Regions from separate parts of the Gossypium raimondii genome. Here region 2 is linked to region 1. Evidence: chromatin contacts called from public Hi-C data. All regions are on one chromosome and are shown on one strand. The core of a region is the stretch at or near the end of the contact, and the rest is flanking DNA. Distances in the headings are between cores, read along the strand shown.

Region 1 (5,487 bases), core at 762-3,261:
TACTTGATGTCTTTAGTGTCGAAAATTAAAGATTTAAAGAGAATTTGAAACACGATCCCTTTTTGCATAATGTTATTAAGATATGATTTAACTAAATTATACTAAATGGAAAATGCCTTATTTTGAGTTAATCGAGAAGAAAGACCATGTCCCGAAAGTTAGGACACGATACCTTGGATTCTCGAAAACTAAAATAATCGCCATTTGATCGCTATCTAAATCTTACTTTTCGTTGTTTTAAATAGGATATGCGGTTATTTTGGTTTTAAGAAGATGTCATATTCCGTAAGTTAGGAGCATAACTCCTCAAATTCCAAAAATAACAAAATTATCTCGATTTTAAAAATTTTCTTTTTTATGCATCGTGCCAAAACGAACATAACATTTGAAATAACGTGTATTTGATTTATTCGGGTATAGCATAGAAACGAGTAAATATATTTGAACACGATTCGTGACATGGTTGTAGCTATAATAAAATAATAGTGCGCATAAACAAAACAATGATATACGAAAAAAAAAACAAAAACCAAAAACAAAAATATCATACTAATAAATGATGATGATATATCTATAATAATAAAACACCAAATAAACAATGGCAATAATCATATTTTAATTACTAATTCTAATACTAATTAAGTAATATAGGAAAAATAAATAATAATAATGATAATAATAATTAGAATAATACGAAAACCAAGTGCACGAATAAAGAAAATATAAACATCATAATTTTCAAATATAAAAAGGGTGAGAGATAATTAATAGATAAACAAATAAATAAAATGATATATGTAATTACTATTCTAATTCTAATATAAATAATCAAAACACGATAAATAATAACAATAATAATAATTTGGGGCAACAAAAAAATGCTTAAGGAGATGTAAAATATAATTTTTCAATATGTAAAAAAGTAAAGAAATAATAGATAAATGAATAAATAAATATAAAAAAATAGAACAATATACATATAAGAATCTATAAAAGGTTGAAATTAAATGATTAAAGGATTAAATCGAAATTAAAATGAAATTAGGGAGTATAAATTATAAATAATAAAAAATAGCTAATAAAACAAAATAAGGATCAAAATGGAAAAATACAAAATTAAATGGTAAAATTTAAAAAAGGGAAAAAAAGAAATAGGACCGGATTGGAAACCGCCTAAAAAGCGGAAGGACTAAATGCGCAATAGGCTATTTTTCGAATACACGTGGACCCTGCTGCATGGACGAGTCGGGTCGTCGGGCTCCGCTTCGAAACGACGTTTTTTTTGGGGTATCTGATCCAGGCCAAAAGGACTTCGTTTTGATGGCCTATTTAAGTTTAAAAATTCAAAAAAAAAATTAAAACAAGTTAAAAAAAAAAAACCTTTCTTCTCTTTTTTTTTCTCTGAAGGCCTCCTTAGGTCGGCCACGGCTCCAGCGAGTCACCGCCGCGACGGCCACCAGTCACTGGCGATGGCTCTACCGTCCATGGTGGCTAAAAAAAAAGAAACCTTCGTTTTGGCTATTTCGGCTCCCTTCGACTCTGACGACAGAAACGACCACTAGGTGAATTTTCTTTTTCTTTATATATATATATATATATATATATATATATATATAATAATAATAATAATAATGGATTCAAGGAAAAAAAGGAAAAAAATCACCTTTGAATTTTTTCGGTTGTTTTATTTTTACTTTTTTATTTCGATTTTTATTTCAGAAGCAAAAAACCCCTACTTTTACAATCTGCTTTTGGCTTTTTTATAGTCATTTTACAATATATTTTTTTATTATTTTTCTATTGCTCTTGCCACTGTTGTTTGGGTGTTTTCTCTTCTTCTTGCAGGGGTGGTTGGTGATGGCAAAGCAGTTGGTGGTGGCAGGCTAGGGTGCAGCGGCAACTAGGTAAGGTGCGACACGAGGTTTTTGTTTTTCTGAAAATAGTTTAGGTTGTTGTGGGCTTTAGGGTTTTTTTGGTTTGGGCCACTTGGGCTTGATGTAATTTGGGTCTGATATTTGTCAATGGACTCTAGACCATATTATTTTTTATTTTTATTTTGGTTTGATTTCTGTTTGGTTGGGCCTGAGCAAAATTGGGCTTCTACAAACACATTTGACCATAAGGGGAAATGTGAGTGGTTATTGATTAATTGGCATAAGAATGAGTTGGTTATATATTGGTGTAATGAGAATCACATTTGAGACCAATTTGAAAGAATTTAAGAGTATAAAAATTAAATTGTAAATTTAACAATTTGATCGAGCGAAGGGTAAAATTATATTTTTCAATATCCAAGGATGCGTACTAAGTATTAAATGAGAATTGCTGAATTTAGATTGATTACAAATTATTATGAAGGAATTGAGCGAAGAGGAAAAAAGAGCAAAATGATAAATTTACCACTTAAGGGTATTTTGATAATCTCGCAAAATAAGTGTTTTTTATAATATTAAATTATTGGAATTAAATTTATTTAAAAGAGGATTAGTGAAAATGATTAAAAATACAAATTATGGAAAGCGAATCAAATCGGAAATTGGAAAAAAATGGAATATATATATGAATTTGATGGGGCGTGGCCCCCACCATTGCGTATCTTGGTCTGCAAAGCCTAATGAGGCTTTGAATATTGAATGGTCCAATCGGCCACAGTTCAAAAATAAAAAATAAAAAAGAGAAAGTAAATGGACGAGTGGCGGGCTGTGTCCCCCACCCTGCCCGTTTAGGCTTTAGAAAGCCGAATTGGCTAAAGGGCCATTCGGCCATAAATGAAAAATAGTTAAACAAGTTTTAATGTGGGGAGGGGGAGCAGAGAAGGCTCATCCCCTTACCCAAATCACGCGGCTAAATGGGAAAGGGACGGATTTGTCCACGAAAGTTTAGCGACAAGGATAACGAGCCATATGGAGCCGACATGGGCGGAAGCCCAAGCCCTTATAGGCGGGATTCGACTAGCAGGAGAAAAAGAATTGTGGAAACCGACTGCGCACTACTTGTCACATAAACAATCCATATTAGATTTATGTTTATCAGGAACTATCTTAGATAATGTTAGGTCTTTCGATTATTTAGAATTTTCGTATGTAGCGACAATTTGAGTAAAATTAGCCTAAGTATGGCGGTTGAGGAAGTTTTCAGGTTTGATTACCCTCGTTCGATACATTCATTGATTGTTGTTCATGTTGCTATTTCTTAATAAATTTAAAGGTCAAAGCCCATTTACAGCTTTTTTACTCCATTGATGCAAAATAATTAATTACTTACAAAAATAATTCAAAGTCAAAATTTATATGCAAAAATGATTCGTTCTCCATAATATCCATTGATGTCACTTGATACACCAGCGGCACCGCTCTCAATGATGACTAAGGGTGAGCAAAACTCAATTTGACTCGAAAAAATTGAAAAAATTTTGAATTTCGAGTTACGAGTTAAACGAATCGAGTTATTTGAGTCAACTCGAATATTTTTTTTTGAATTTTGAGTTCGAATCAAGTTTGGTTTTCAAATTTGAATAACTCGAATAATTCGAATAACTCGAATAATTTGAATAAACCGAATATTAAACTATAATAATTTACATTATTACTCCAAACTCCTAAACCTCTTCACTTTCCTCTCAAAACTTTTACTCCCTCCCATTTTGCCCCCATAACTTTTGCTCCCCTCCCATCCTAGCCCTGTTCTACCCCAAACTTATTCTCCCCCCTCCCCCCCCCCCCCAATTTTTTTAATATTTCCTCCCAAAATTTTACTCCTCCCATTTATTCCCCCAAATTTACTTCCTCAACCTCAAAAACTTTTTATTTCCCTAAATTTTATTTCTCACCCTTTACCACCAAATAAAAAATTAAAATCATTCAAAAAATTTCCTAAACCTAAATAATAATTTTATTTATATCTACTATTTATATTATTAAAATAAATTTCACATTTTATAGTATTTATATTATTGAATTATTTTATCATATTGAATCCTTATAAATTTTGCTAAAATTGAATTATTGATGATGCCATAAGATAGAGATCTTCCATATATGTTATTCTTTTTCCTTTACCATATTTGGTTTTCTATTTTCCCTAAAATATTAAATTCCCTTTTATATATCTATTTTCCCCATATGTTATTCTCTTTCCTTTCCCATGTTTGATTTTCTATTTTCCATAAAATATTCAATTCCTTTTAGATCACTATTTTACATAGTTGTTATTCTCTTTCTTTTCTCATATTTGACTTTCCTTCTCGTCTCTCTATCTTTCTCCCACATCTCTTTCTTTCCATTCTCATCTCATTTAAGATTTATTTTTTGAAACAATATTTCATTTACTGGTGGTGATACTAACAAGCCAAGAATAAAATAACCACCTATAAAGCAAGTATCGATCATGGGTTTTCCCTTTATTTTTTTTTCAGTTTTCTTTTTTCTTTTTCTATTTCAACGGTTTCTTTTCAGCCTTTTTTCATGTTTCGCCTATTTTTTTAAAATTCCCACTAGTACCGCCTAACACACTAGTAGAATCCATTCAAAAATATATATTTTTCTTTTTTTTTTATCTTTTTCTGAATACATGTATTTTTAATGGGTATTTTGAAAAGTCAAGACTGGTGCAGCCTAACAAAGTGGCAACACCTAAATTTTTTTAAAAGCTGATGATTGGGTCATCATTTGGGGACAGTACCGTCGGTGTGTCAGGTGGCACCAACGAGCACTATGGAGAACGGGTCATTTTTGTACATAAGTTTTAACTTGTGTTATTTTCGTAAATAATTAAATATATTGGGTCAATGGGTAAAAAAACCCCCATTTACTTAAAAAAAAAGAAGGGGGAGCTTTTCTCTCCTTTCCATATCTTCTTAATTATTTTTCTTAAATCTAAGCTAATATCCAACTTCAAACTTTGATTTTTCACTAATATCAAGTGAAAAATTTATTTTCAAGCTAGGGCTTTATGGGGTTTTTGTAATGCCCGAGAATTTTTATTTTTTTCTTACGAAGGTGTGACACAATTGTGTATCTGCTTTAGTGGTGAAGTGTTCTGGATGTGTGAGAGGTCCCAAGTTCAAGCCAAGACTTGAGAAAATTTTGGTATTTTTATGAATAAGCTCTATCTTTGGTCAATAGGCTTTTAAGTAAAAGATGGAAAATAATTAACCGAATAGGCTTGCTGGTCTGGTGGATAAGTGGAGTCTTAGTGTGAAGGAGGTCTTGTGTTCAATTCTTTGTGATGGTGTGGAGATAGTATTTTTGCTCCAATTTCGGCTATGAGTTGTGTTGGGGAAAAATTCTGAGTAGTTGTGTTTTAATGGGTTAATAGGGAGTGATTTTAAGAGATAATAGGGGAGAGGTTATCAGAAAATAATCTGATTATCTTTTTGTTGCAGAAAAAAGTAGAGTTTCGGTTTTCTCTCCAATTACCCAAACTTTTTCTGACATTTTATTCTTCTTTTTTCCCTTCTCTACCAATTCTTTCCCCTAATTGCTACCG
Region 2 (5,487 bases), core at 2,176-4,675, 210 kb after region 1:
GCAAATCAATGGTTGTTCTCTGAATGCAACCAATTAATATTGTAAACTACTTAAGAAATCAATGAATAGTTTCTCTTTGGAATGCAAGTTGCCAACAGTGCGTTCAATACAAAGCTATATATATTTGAACGCATTTACTTATAAAGAATTCTAGCTATTTTTTTTATAGGTATCACGTAATTTGGTTAGTAGACTGGAATCAGAGAGGACTGGAACAGAGATGTTTGATTGGTAAAATTATGTCAAAGAATATGCAAGGAATAAGCATAAAATACTATTTTACCCTTAAGTAAAATATTTATATATTTCTTTAAAAAATTTCCCTTATATTTTAATCTTCTATAAAATATCAATAATAAAAATTTTAATAATAAAATTAACATAAATTTAATAAAACATTAACTACAAAATATCATATTCATTACCAAAATTGGGATAAGATTTTAGTGTACTTCCTCTGTTTTCCCTCTATTTTCATTTTTTCTTAATAATAGAAGATTGACCTTGCATGTCAGCATGTCATTACTGGTGAAACCAGTGAGCACAATCAACACAAGGTTGCCAATCTGGCATGCTGTGGCACAGTCAACCCACAATATGAATCTTTCTGACACTTTTGAGGCCATATTTGCCTAGTAATTTAACTCCATTCAAAGTCCAACCATAACAAAAAGCACTATCAGACGAGTAGTTATTTTTTCCCAAAAAAACCAATGCTTAAATATTTTTTTATGATTTTTTTTATTTCTTTACCCACATAATGGATATAGCATAAAACTAGTAGCTTTTTAATAACCCTAAGTTTTCTAGAGTTCCAACTTCTTTCTACTTGTTAGATCATAGGATTTATATTAGAGTTTTCTATTAAGCCATGGTTGGACGTGATAGTGAGGAAGAGGAATACAGTGTAGCATATAGTGTGCAATTGAAGAAATGCCGTGTGCACAAATGGGAACCTAGATAGAGATTCTGGACTGTACCCACAACCAGTTTGACATATCAGAAGGTAGCCTCCCTAATAAATTCAATTTCGGTGAGGAAGAAAACCACTTTCATGATGTTAGACCCACAAATTGTGTAGTACGAGGTGGATTGAAGGAGCGGATAGCACATGCTTTTGAATTAAAAAGAGGTGGAATTAACATTGAAATTGCTGATTTTCACGACAGGATGCATATGAAAGAACAAGAGTACAATCGGTTAGATCCTATTTATGATGAGTATTCCAAAGAAAGTGAAGCAGCTACGCATCTAGTTCAAGGAGAGTCCTCAACTGTTCGTGAAGAGTTGACAACAACAACTGAAGGTGAAGAGGAGTCTAACCGTGCCGTAGATGCAATTAGCCAACGATCCTCACTATTAAAGGTGTTGACTGCTCAAGTGAAGGGTTTTAAAGAAGTTAGGGATCAACGCCAACCTGACCCGTACTTTAGCCCGAACATATTTGAGAGTCCCAATATGTTTGGCATGATCCATGAGGCCTCTGGAGAACTAATTAGGAAAATCATAGCCAATGATTGTAAGACAAATCAAGTATTGAAATAGATTCTCCCTTGAATAGTGATTAGGATCCTAGCCAGCATTCCAAAAAGAAGTGTTACCGTAGCCATCCTCAGCATAAAGTCCAAGAGATAGAAGCATACTTTAAAGAGCGTCCTCAATTAGATGATAAAGCCTTGTCAGATATTCCTATGTCTATAGATCATATTCTTGTTGGGATACCTTGGTTGAGTAATATTCTTGGTCAATTGACTGGTTCTGTGGAGTTTTCAATGATTGATTTGAAGAGTGGTTATCACCACGATAGATTGAGAAGTGTTGATGAATGGAAGACAACTTTTAAGACTCCAAATGGCCTTTAGGAGTGATTAGAAAGGCCAAACGCATCTATGTGGATCATGAGTGTTGTGGGCAGACAACTAGGCATTGCAAAACAGTACGCAACTGTTGTAATATCTACTTTAAATGCTGTAAATTTCTCCAAGACCTGCTCATCAAAAACTAAAGCTGGCAAACTTGCTCAGTGTGAGAGCAAGAATACTCCTACTGCTCATATAGCAAAAAAGACATTGATGAGGTAGATGAGAAAAGTTGAGATAGTAAATCAGCTGTCAGCGCACCAGCTCAAGAAAAAGCTGCCCAGCTTCTGATATTCCAAAAGAAGAAAGTACAAAACTATCTATTACTGGAGCTGACACAAAAGAATTGGAAAACATAGGATTTCTAGTAATTAAAGATAGGGACAGTAATTGCGTTGAGGTTTACAATATGGAAGTAGATATCTCTAGAACTAATGCGCTCTCTTTGAAAGATTTTACTGCTTAATCAACCAGGGGGGTCTTTGAAACATAACCAATAATCATAAAGCCTTAAACTATTCTTTTTCCCCCAACTTCTACTTTATAATTTCATATTTTTCTCCACCAACTTGGCTTCCATAAACTTTCTGTAAGTTCATATCACAGGCATGTTCATGCCCACCTGATTTGGTTAAATTGTTTTGAAATTTTCTTTGTACAGATTCTAAAGTTCAAGCAAACGGTTCCAGAACAACATCAACAAAGCAAGAAATAATTCTGTTGAACCAATAACAGTAACAAGGATTGTTCAGTAGATAGTATATAGAATGAATTAGAGTCCGAGATTACCTATCATGACCAGATGCAGCCATTCATTCTGAATCGATCTCTTCAACCTTTGGACCTAAAATCCCAAATCATCAACACAAAATCAATACAGCTCAGCCATTCCTTCCCCAAAGAACAATGTTGACTAATCCACAAATAAATGGATAAATCAATGCTGAATCTTTTTTGTAATTTTTACTACTTGTTTTGCTTCCCACTCTGAAAAGTCGTTATAGAACGTAGCTAATAAAACAAATTCAGAATCAAATTAAAAACTTTTAAAAAATGAACATATAAAAGCAAAATATACATGTCTATGGCAAAACTACTGATCTTGTTTGAAATTGGGGAAGCAAAGAGCAAGTAATAAGAAATCATAATCAATCGAGTTTATAATAAATAAAATGAAGTCTTTTATGTAGTAAAGAAAGATAGGGACCGTGGAGGGAGGGATGACGGCCATCCTTGCCCCAACCGATGCCACGGGTGGCGTCGAGGTACTGGCGTACGAGATGGCGGCACTTCTGGAGATGGTTGACCCCTTCGATGCGGTAGCACCACCTGACCTTGTCACGGAGGATCTTGGCTTTCTCAATGTCAATCCATTTCTCTCGAACTATATGCTCCCTCATTTCAAGCATGGCCACAGGGTCTTTGTAGGGATTGGCCGGGTCGAAGTCATCCGGCGCCGTTTCTTCGAACTCTGCTACTCCCTTCTTCCTGCCCATCTCTTTCTCAGTTTCTCTCACTCGGCTCTTGCTTGCTTTCCCTTCGGTTTGTTTTAGTGGAGATTTTGGGTTTGAAATTGGGTTTCCGCTTATATTTTTATTTTCTGGACTTCTTTTGTAGCCTTTCCCGGCCCACTGAATTTTTGTTCAGTTGAGGACGGAAACCGATACACTAAACTAATATAAAAGCAACTATGTTTTATTGAACGAATCCATACAAAAGTTAGATGAGATTGTATTTTTCATTTAGTTTTAATTCTATTTGCATCGGCATTATTGTCAGTGCAAGAGAGTTTGAATTGAGTGTGGTAAAGCGCATTATCCTATTAAAGAGGAATTAATGAATAATTCTAAATATTATATCAAAAAGAGCGATAAAACTATAATAAAATTAATCTTAAAAAAGAATTATGCTTAAAATTGTAATATTTTTATTTCAATTCTTATCATACGTTGTATATTTACATTTAGCATCTATTTAAAATATATATATATATGAAACACGGGTTTAAAAAATTTGAATTGACAAGAATACTTTTATTATAAATTATATTACTAAATTGACATTAAAATAATAAATTGTTTGTATTATTATGTGATAATAATAAAAGTAATATTAATTAATAAGATAGTATATTAATGTGAAATTATTTAATTTGATCATATCTTTTTTTTAAAATTGAAGAATAAAAGTTCTACTTATAAAATAGCATAATATATTATTAATTAATAAAATTATAAATTATAAAATTATTGAACATAATTGGATAAGTTAAAAATAATAAAATTGAATCTTTTGATTACATAAATATAATTTTATTTTAAATATGATAATAATTAATAATGTTAAAAATATTTTTATAATTAATAAAATTAATGTGTGAGATTAACATTATATATATAATATTATTATTATAATGGTCTAATCTATAATGTATAAATTTATTTATTTATTCTTAATTTATATATCAAAACTCAAAAGAAAATAAATATATTTTAAAAATAACTTAACTTTTTTTTATAAATATTAAATACATCTAACCAAATCGATTTGATTCAACACAAATCCCACTTAACAAATAGTATGACTCATATCTATTTGAGAAATTAATATAAAGAAAATCGATCATTTAAGAATCAATACTTTGTACTAACTATATTTCTCATATTTTTTAAAATCTATAAAATAATATAATATAATATAATATAATATAAAAATAGTTATAATTGTTTTATTAATAATGTTTTCATTACCAATGTAATAGTTATTATCACTTAATTAAACTTTGGATCCATAATAAATTATATTTATTATTATAAATTAATTATCATTTAATTAGTAAATAGTTATATACCAATTAAAACTAATATTTAACACTATAAATATATGCACAATGACACATTTTCATTCAAAATAACATCTAAAAATATTATTTAAATTTTAGCATCATTTAATAGGTTTTGTTTCAACACCGAAAAAGGTATGGCTTTCATTATTATTTGAGATGTTTAGTTATTATTTGATCTTCGATAGTTTTACTACTATTTAATTTTAATAATATTTACATGATTATGAATGTTGTTTATCATTGTGTTATGAAATATTATGTTAAAGACAATAAAGTATTAAAGTAATGGTTCTTTATACGTGAAATTTCAACTAATAATCGAATGACTTATTTTATCTAATTACTTTATATTTTACTATAGATTGTTTCTCGCTTTTATTTCCATCTATTTAATTAGTATATATATTTTAAAAATTATAAAAATATATAATTTTAAAAATAAACGTATAGCATATGACATAAAAACTAATTATAAAAATAAAAAAACACTTCAAAATAATAAATTTTAATAATTTTACGATTAAATTAAACTCTTGATTGTATTAACTCAATCAAATACAGTGTATAGATATAGATAAATCAACATCTATGACTTGTCCGGGCAAGGAGCATCTTCAAGTTACTTTGGACGAGTATTAAAAGAGACAAGATTCATTAGACATACGAAAAAATTATTTTTAAAAAATATATTTTATTATCTTAAAAATAAAAATAATTTTTAAGTGAGTAATTATTTTATGAGAAAATATTTAGCAATAAAATTTTTAAATTTTAAAAATAAAG

The links. Hi-C and Micro-C count contacts between places; a contact is called where the count stands out from the background.
Region 2: a contact with region 1 is called in a Hi-C map of leaf, with 5 times the contacts expected there. The contact joins the promoter of LOC105798679 here to the enhancer-like site in region 1. A contact is called at or near these places in 2 of 2 Hi-C or Micro-C datasets (both in leaf).

Annotation. Positions count from the first base shown.
Region 1 is chr9:22,109,965-22,115,451 of ASM2569854v1, forward strand. No RefSeq gene overlaps it. Among protein-coding and RNA genes, the nearest start is that of LOC105798684, 27 kb to the left of the region's middle. Within about 2 kb of position 2,012, the one cell type or tissue checked has open chromatin away from gene starts, as enhancers often do. A contact at or near this core is called in leaf, where this site is marked.
Region 2 is chr9:22,322,960-22,328,446 of ASM2569854v1, forward strand. LOC105798679 (NADH dehydrogenase [ubiquinone] 1 beta subcomplex subunit 10-B) reads right to left here and starts at 3,426. Exons shown (of 3, transcript XM_012628840.2): 1 at 3,067-3,426; 2 at 2,649-2,703. The coding sequence starts at 3,355. The coding sequence ends at 2,672.